2 separate regions of the Sus scrofa genome follow, and region 1 is linked to region 2. The links are chromatin contacts, called in public HiChIP or PLAC-seq maps. All regions are on one chromosome and are shown on one strand. The core of a region is the stretch at or near the end of the contact, and the rest is flanking DNA. Distances in the headings are between cores, read along the strand shown.

Region 1 (4,116 bases), core at 1,485-3,984, 85 kb before region 2:
TTATGGTCCGTGTGCGTGGCCGTACTGTCCTCATCTGCTGGACTGGGAGCTCCCTGGGGTCAGAGGCTGCCTCATATGCCTCGTTCCTAAAACACAGTGGGCACTGAATGAATGAAAATCTCTTTGATTGAGTAGCAGCAGCTCAGATTGGATTCTGATGGCAGATGGAGAGAGGGGGCAAGTAGTGATAGCGTGGTTATCTCAGCCATCACCCAGCGTGGCAGCCCGAGGAGATGAAAACTTCGGAATCTCCCCCGTAGACACCTTTTTAAGGAGAACCATTTTCAAGGTTCCACATCAGTAGCAAATGAACCCCTCATGCATTTTGATTCAATGATTTATGCAAAAGTGACATTGTTTTCAAGACAACATTATGCATGTCTTTGGCAGGGACCATTTTATTTAGGAAGAGCTTCCAGTCACCATTAAAATTCCAAGCTATAAATAGACTAAATAGTAGGTATTCTTCAGCAGGATTTCTGGCTGGGCTCTTTACTATTTGGGATTAATAAATTAGCTGATGGGCTAGGCTGCCCCTCCTCGCCCCCCCCCATCCTAGGCAAATAGAGCAAAGGACGTGGCGGTGAGATTTTTTTTGATTCCTCCACTTGGCCATTGGACCGCGGCCCGCTTTCTGTGACGTGGGTTGGAGATAATGAACTTCAAGTATCCAGCACAGAGCCTGGTGCACTGCAGGGACTTAAAAAGCTAGCTGTCCTGACTGCTGTCTGTCATCACCTGTGGCTTTGCGCCTCGTACCCCAGCAACCTGGAGATTCATTTATTTGTCCAACAAATAGTTACGGAGCACCTGGTACGTGCCTGGCACTATTCTAGGTGCTGGAGATACTGCAGTGTCAGACGAGACAGAGACCCTGCTGTCACGGGACTTACGTTGTAGTGAGATTGTATCCAGGGTCCACCTCAGACCAGGCCTTGTTGTAACGACAGCACCTAAATGCACTGATTGAATCTGCATGAATTACCATATTTAAATTAAGCAGTTTACACCCAATAAACTGGTCCTGCTATTGTGGGTTTTTGTTTTGTTTTGTTTTGTTTTGGTCTTTTTGTCTATTTAGGGCTGCACCTGCAGCACCTGGAAGTTCCCAGGTTAGGGGTCTAATGGGAGCTCTAGCCGCCGGCCTATGCCAGAGCCACAGCAACACCAGATCCGAGCCGCATCTGGAACCTACACCAACAGCTCATCACGGCAATGCCAGATCCTTAACCCACTGAGCAAGGCTAGGGCTCAAACCCATGTCCTCTTGGATACTAGTCAGGTCCGTTAACCACTGAGCCATAACGGGAACTCCAAAAAGGGGATTTAAACCCAACTCTTTTATCTTTAATGTGCGTGGAAAATTGCACTTTGGAAAGATGAAGCCGCTGGCCGGGAAACAGCACAGCTGGGATGAGAAACCGAAGCCGACTCAAGCTCCCAGGTGTCGGGAGGGGAAGGTTCTTCCCAAGCCCTATAAGGTTTTAGTGACACCACCAAGAGCAGAACTGTCTTCTGACTCCCTGAACTTGTTCGGCGGGTGCCTGGGCCCTCTGGGGATGCCCCTGTGGCAGGGCTCTGCCAAGGAAAGCATCCTTGTCTGGCTCAGGGTGTGGACCGGCTGCTCTCAGAGCTTCTGGGGTTGGCGGGGTTGGAAGGACTGGCCTGAGCCTGGCCCCCACCCCACCAGTGGGGCATGGATACGAATGTTCCGGACCCCAAATCAGCCTCAGCAGCAAGGAGCTGCCCCTTGAGGGATGTGCCTGGCTCTCCCTGGAAGAATCTGGGTTGGGTGGGCCCTCGGGGCAGCCAGCGCTCTCTAGTGGGGGGTGGGGTGGGGGTGGGAGGTGACGGCCTGTGGGAGCTTTCCTGAGAGGCAGAATCCATTGATTTGCGGTGGGGGGTGACCAGGGATCAGGGCTCAGAGCAGGGGAGGAGAGGGGAATGGACTCTTGATGAGGAGGCTGGAGGCAGCTCGGTCGCTGTCCGGGTCTTCCCATCACGGGGGTGGGGTCCTCCTGCGGAGGTGGAGCGGCTTCCCCGTTCCCACCGGGGCCCTGATGAGTCGGGCAGGAACGTGCACCTGCCTGCCGAGCGCCCGGGCTCTTGCTTCCTGGCTCAGCAGCCAGTGCCGTGGAAACACTTGGGAGCTTGAGTCGGCTTCGGTTTCTCATCCCAGCTGTGCTGTTTCCCGGCCAGTGGCTCCATCCTTCCAAAATGCAGTTTTCAAGCACATCAAACTGGCGCAGGAACTTCCCCACCTCCCAGATCTTTGGCGCTCACCCTGCCCTGCAGTGGGGCCCTTACTGGTTTTACCTGCTGCTCTCTTGCTAATGGGTGAGCTGCTTGACCTAAGTGTTGGGTCTGTTCGCTGGATCTAAGGGACCTGGAGCATCGATTTGCTCTCAGAGGTGACTGTTGGAAAAGCTATGCACGCAGGAAACAGAGAATTACAGGAGGGATGATTTATTGAGCAGTTTTGCAGCCTGCGGCCTCCCAGTGGAGGCTGCCAGTTTAGCTTAACACAGCCCCTGGTGTTGGGACGGGTCTTTCCTCGGCCCCCTGGCGGTGGCCCCAACTGGGACTGTTGCTGGACAACTGGACTGGCAGCCAAGGGCAGCAAGGCCAGACCTGGCAGCAGCTGCCTTTTCTCCCTGGACCCTTAGCCTGCTTGGACCCACCCCACGGAAGGCCTTCAGTGCCTTCTGGATTCCACTGACCTCAGGCCACCGGACTTCCCATCCAGGCCAAACCCACTTGGTCTGGCTGAACTCCAGCCTGGCCTCACCCGGGCCCACCCTGTCCTGATCTCCTCCTGCTGAGAGGCCAGGGTGGGGTTTCAGGTCGAAAAGCAAAGCACGATTGGCTTGCGGATGCCGTTGTTTGTATTTTGGATGGAGCACCACAAAGCCTGGGTTTAGATCCCAGCTCTGCCACTCTTGCCAGGTGGCCTTAGACCAGTCACGTCTGCCTTCTCCACCTGAGTTTCTTCATCTAGTAAATGGGCAGGACCAGCTACCACCATCCAGCCCATGAACTGCAGCCATTAGGTCCTGTATCTGATGCGTTTGTGTGTGATGTGGTGCTGAATAAACCCGGGGCCATGTTTGTCTCCATAACTCTAGGATCTTCCTTTAAAAGTTTCTCTTTCAGGGGTTCCTGTCATGCCTCAGTGGTTAGCAAATCCTACTAGGATCCATGAGGTTGCACATTCGATCCCTGGCCTCGCTCAGTGGGTTAAGGATCCAGCGTGGCCATGAGCTGTGGTGTGGGTAGCAGATGCGGCTCAGATCCCACGTCGCTGTGGCTGTGGTGTAGGCCAGCAGCTGCAGCTCTGATTCAACCCCTAGCCTGGGAACTTCCATATGCCATGGGTGCAGCTCTAAAAACAAACAAAAAAAAAAAGTTTCTCTGTTTCTCTGTCTCTGACACCAAGTAATCTGTGATGTTGATGCCGCAGCTGTATTTTGGACAGGGCACCAGTGTTAGAATCTTCCTGATTTGCATCAGAGCTCAGTTTTTTTTTTAGTTACTCTAACCTTCATTCTCTGCCTCAGTTTCCTTATTTTTTTAGGAAGTTTGGACTTATAATATTTGCCTCTCCATTTTGTTATGGGAAGTAGACACACAGACTGAAAAAACGCCCAGCATTTGGTCAATGGTTAATTCATAATCCTTATTATTGTTGTTACTATAATTACTGTATCAATGTCAGGATGTTATGTAGGAAGTGGTGCAGTCCCTATAGCTTAAGAGTTAAAGAAAAGGTAAAATCAGGAAGTTTGAAGCCAGAAACGCCCTTTTCAGGCTGTGTACCATTGGTTCTCATTTGATGGAAGGGAAACTAAGGCTGGAAGAGCCTGTGGTCACTGCTGGATTTAGTGGCCCCTAGGGAGCCACGGATGCCTCTGCGAAGGGTGGGCAGGACATCACATAGGGTCCCGGCTTCCAAGGCCAGTGGGGTTGCTCCCTCCATGGGGGGTTGCAGGGAGTGGAACTGGCTCCTGCTGGTTCTGGCTTCCTCGCCTGGCTCAGGATCCACTGACACAAGGCCTGGCACTGGCCTGGCCCTGCACGTCGGGTCCAGGCTGCCCCTGATGTCAGCCTTGTTCATTA
Region 2 (3,575 bases), core at 423-2,922:
ATACATTGGTTCACTAAGAAGCTACCTTCTTGAGTTAATCCCCGCCCCCATCTACCACTGGCATCTCAGAAGCTCCACCCACTAAAGACCGACTTACCTGTGAGCCCTTGGAAGCAGCTGGGGGCACCTGGTGGTGCCCAAGACAGACAGACAGTCCCTTCTCTGTCTCCTGGTGTGCTTCATTCTAAACTCCGCTGCACGTGATTCTGAGATCTGACCTACAACTGCTGCTGATGCCTTTGGATTTCGGGTCCTGTACTTGGGAACAGGTCACCTCTCTCTTCCTCTTGTTCTGAGCCTCTCACAATGTTAAGAAAAAATGCTAGCCCTGAAGCTGGTCATTTTGCAATGAGATGACTGCCTTGCCACAGCTCAGTCCCCTCCTGCAAAGGAGTACTCTTTTTTTTTGTTTTTTGTTTTTTGTTTTTTTGTTTTTTTTTTTTTTGCTTTTTGCTTTTTGGGGCCTAGGGGTGGAGTTGGAGCTGCAGCTGCTGGCCTACACCATGGCACAGCAATGCAGGATCCAAGCTGCATCTACACCACAGCTTATAGCAACATCGGATTCTTTAACCCACTAAGTGAGGCCAGGGATTAAACCTTCATCTTCACGGATACTAGTTGAGTTCTTAACCCCGCTGAGCCACAACAGGAACTCCATTTTTTCATGACAGAGGAAATCGAAAATTTCTCATTTCTGCCACCCACCAGCCAACACCTCTGAGACCTGCTCACCTACCCTTGAATCAAATACCTGAGGTTCTGGCAAACCACAGGTATCTGACTTCCCAAACCACCATAAATAAAGCCATCGTACCACAAGGACAGGCGTTTAAATAAGTCTATGTGTCCAGATGAAGTTATGCGTATTTCCCAATCCCTTTCTGTTTCATTGGTTTCCAAATAATTCTTTCCACTTGTTGACTCCATATGGAGATGCGAGGAAAGATATAAAACCCTTCTGCAATGTGGCAGAGACAGGCTGGCTCCCAAAGTCCCAGATCTCAAACCTGAGGACGGTTAAGGGAAAGCCCAGGGTTCTCTGGAACAGGACGGGGCGGGAGTTGGGGGGAGGGCAAACCGGAGGCCGGGATGGGGGGCTTTGCTCTGTTGGTCCCGGGCGGAGTTGTCGTCCGCAACTCTTTCTACCTCTCTGGGTTCTCTCAGCATTCTTATTTACAAAACAAAATGACTTCTCTAGGTCCTTTCCAGAATCATGATGTGAAGGAAAAAGTCAAATGTGGGGCTGCTGCTTTCTGCTGGTGCAGCCCGGTGGTTAGAAAGAGGAAGGGAGACCAAGAATCTCCCAGGTGGAGGCAGCAGGGAAAATTAGGCACACACCTGCGAGGGTTGGTTCCGGGAACTCTCGCGGGATTTGGGAGAGGCGGGCCTTAAGGGGAGGGGGCGTTGATTAACTCACTCTTCTCGGATTCCTCAGAAGCCAGTTCCCTGAAGGAGAAGTGAGTCATTCGCTTCCTTTCTTTGCGGGTCTACACTCCTTCCAAGATGTTTACAGAGACTTCAAGGGGTGAACCGAGTTATTAAAAGAGTAGCAATTAGGGTGGCCCATCCCAGCAATTTAAAGTTTCCTGTCTAAGGAAGCTTGGGGGGTGGAGGGAGAAAGGCGTCTTGCCTCCGGACTGGACCTCTCCACGATTTCCAGTTCTGCGTACAGAAGCAGGAGGGAAGACGGAAAGCTGGCCTAAAGTCCCAGCTCCCTGGGGGACCCAGATGTTCCAGAGGTTGGGTCCCCTCCTCCAAGAAATGTCTTCTGCTTGCTTCCCTCTTTGGGGAATCCTGGCTCAGCTGGCAAAGCCCTTGGGCATCTTGAGCCTGCCTCCCCAAATTAAGCCGTGTTGGAAGCCGCCTGATAAATCACTCTTTGCACCTTGGCCGCCCTGGGGCTTAGGGAGGGAGGCAGCCGGGTGATTTACAGCTGCTGTCTGGGAGGGCTTTTCCAAAGGGCCAGCTCAGCCCAGGCAGTCATCTCTGGCAGAAGGAGCATTTTGTTCAAGCCGATGCTCAGGGGAGGAAATAGGATGGCTTTGTTCAAAACTTGTTGGCCGTCCCTCCCTCCAGCCGGCTGGAATCTCCAACTTCATTACTTCCATCCAACTTGAGCCCAAGAGATGAGGTCCAGAAGCGTGGTTTGTCCCCACAGACCCGCAGGAACCCCACGAGGGAGCAGAGCGCTTGCCTTCGAGCGGAAGTGACGTAGTGCCCGGCAGGCCCTCGGACTTGACTTTGGTCCTGGATTCCCAGAACCCCAAGGGGCCCATCCAGGAAACCGCCCCTGTTTCTGGCCTTTTCTGCCCCCCACCCCGGACCCCGGGGGATTTCAGTGCCTTTATTGTTTTCCACAGTTGCTGTTGGAAGTCAGGTGCCCAGGGCCAGCTTGAAAACAGGCTGCTTCCAAAAAGCTTCACTTTTTACCAGCAGTGTGGTGCGGTGGAGAGATCCAGGGCCTGGTGTGGAGGCAGCTTTTTATTCCAATTCTAGTTTATTGTCCTGTGAGAGGTTCATTGACCTCCTCAAGCAGCAATTCTTCACCTCCAAAATCAGAATGAGATCTTTGAGAAATTGCTTTGCATTAAACCTAACGTAGCTGGGCAAACGAGTACATTCAAATAAAATACACGTGTGTATGTATATTTAAAAATTTGGTTGCTTGTTTTCTGCTTTGTTTTTGTCTTGCTTCCCCCCCCTCCCCCCGCTCACAGTTTTTCAACCTACATTTATATGGAACCCAAAAGGAATGCTTAAAAATACAAGAGTTATAATTTAGTACAAGCTTGCTAAAAATTACTTTCTCAAAGCCAGATTTGACTAGATACTTTTAGCTACACACAACTCAGAAGGTAAGAGTTAATGGAGATGTTATGAGGAGTGAGACTTTGCTGCAGGCCACAGAGCATGAAGAATAAGTGAGTTTTTCATGTACAGAGAGCATAGGTTTTTAATCTCTGGGGTGAGAAATCTCCAGGGAATGTTGAATGCTGAAAGGGAAACGACAGGCTATTTGAAACAGAAAAATGTGTTCGCTTTTGTTCCCCATAATGGAGCGTCTCCCTTCTGAGGAAACCGGGAACTCACGTTTTTCAGGAAGTGTGCTGCATTTATTGTGAAGTATAGATCTCCTGCCTCCCACTCTGCATTTTCTTACAGCTCCTTGTCCATGCTAATATTCTAAGTGCAAAAGCATGCAGTTTTATTAACCAGAAATATAAATTGTTCCTTTTTTCCTTCATTCGTCTTTCTTTTCTTTTTCCTTCCTTCCTCCCTCCCTCCATCCCTTCCTTCCTTCCTCCCTTCCTTTCATTCTGTCATGGTTCTGGGATCTGGTTTAAAGCATGACAAGTGTGTCTGATCTGGTGCCTATATTTAAATCTCATCCCAGAGACTTATCTGGGATAGTTATGCCTCTTGGTATTAGAAATGCTGCTTTAAAAAGGGGGAATAGGCAAAGCTAGTTATTATTATTGCATTCCTCCGTCTTCTCAGACAGTACCAGACTGAGATTCCTCCATCTGTGCATCCGTGCTCCACTCTTGCATGCATGCGTGCGCGTACACACACAC

The links. HiChIP or PLAC-seq counts read pairs in DNA pulled down with a chosen protein or histone mark.
Region 1: an H3K27ac HiChIP or PLAC-seq map of skeletal muscle shows a contact between it and region 2. The contact joins two enhancer-like sites. A contact is called at or near these places in 5 of 47 Hi-C or Micro-C datasets (embryonic fibroblasts, fetal heart ventricle, psoas muscle and 1 more) and 1 of 2 datasets of contacts at active chromatin or transcription factors (skeletal muscle).

The regions. Positions count from the first base shown.
Region 1 is chr3:124,178,804-124,182,919 of Sscrofa11.1, reverse strand. All of the region lies in intron 3 of TRIB2 (tribbles homolog 2), which reads left to right. Among named protein-coding and RNA genes, the nearest start is that of TRIB2, 15 kb to the left of the region's middle. Within about 2 kb of position 2,734, at least 15 of the 83 cell types and tissues checked have an H3K27ac peak or open chromatin away from gene starts, as enhancers often do. A contact at or near this core is called in retroperitoneal adipose tissue and skeletal muscle, where this site is marked.
Region 2 is chr3:124,092,953-124,096,527 of Sscrofa11.1, reverse strand. No RefSeq gene overlaps it. Among named protein-coding and RNA genes, the nearest start is that of TRIB2, 100 kb to the left of the region's middle. Within about 2 kb of position 1,672, at least 19 of the 83 cell types and tissues checked have an H3K27ac peak or open chromatin away from gene starts, as enhancers often do. A contact at or near this core is called in retroperitoneal adipose tissue and skeletal muscle, where this site is marked.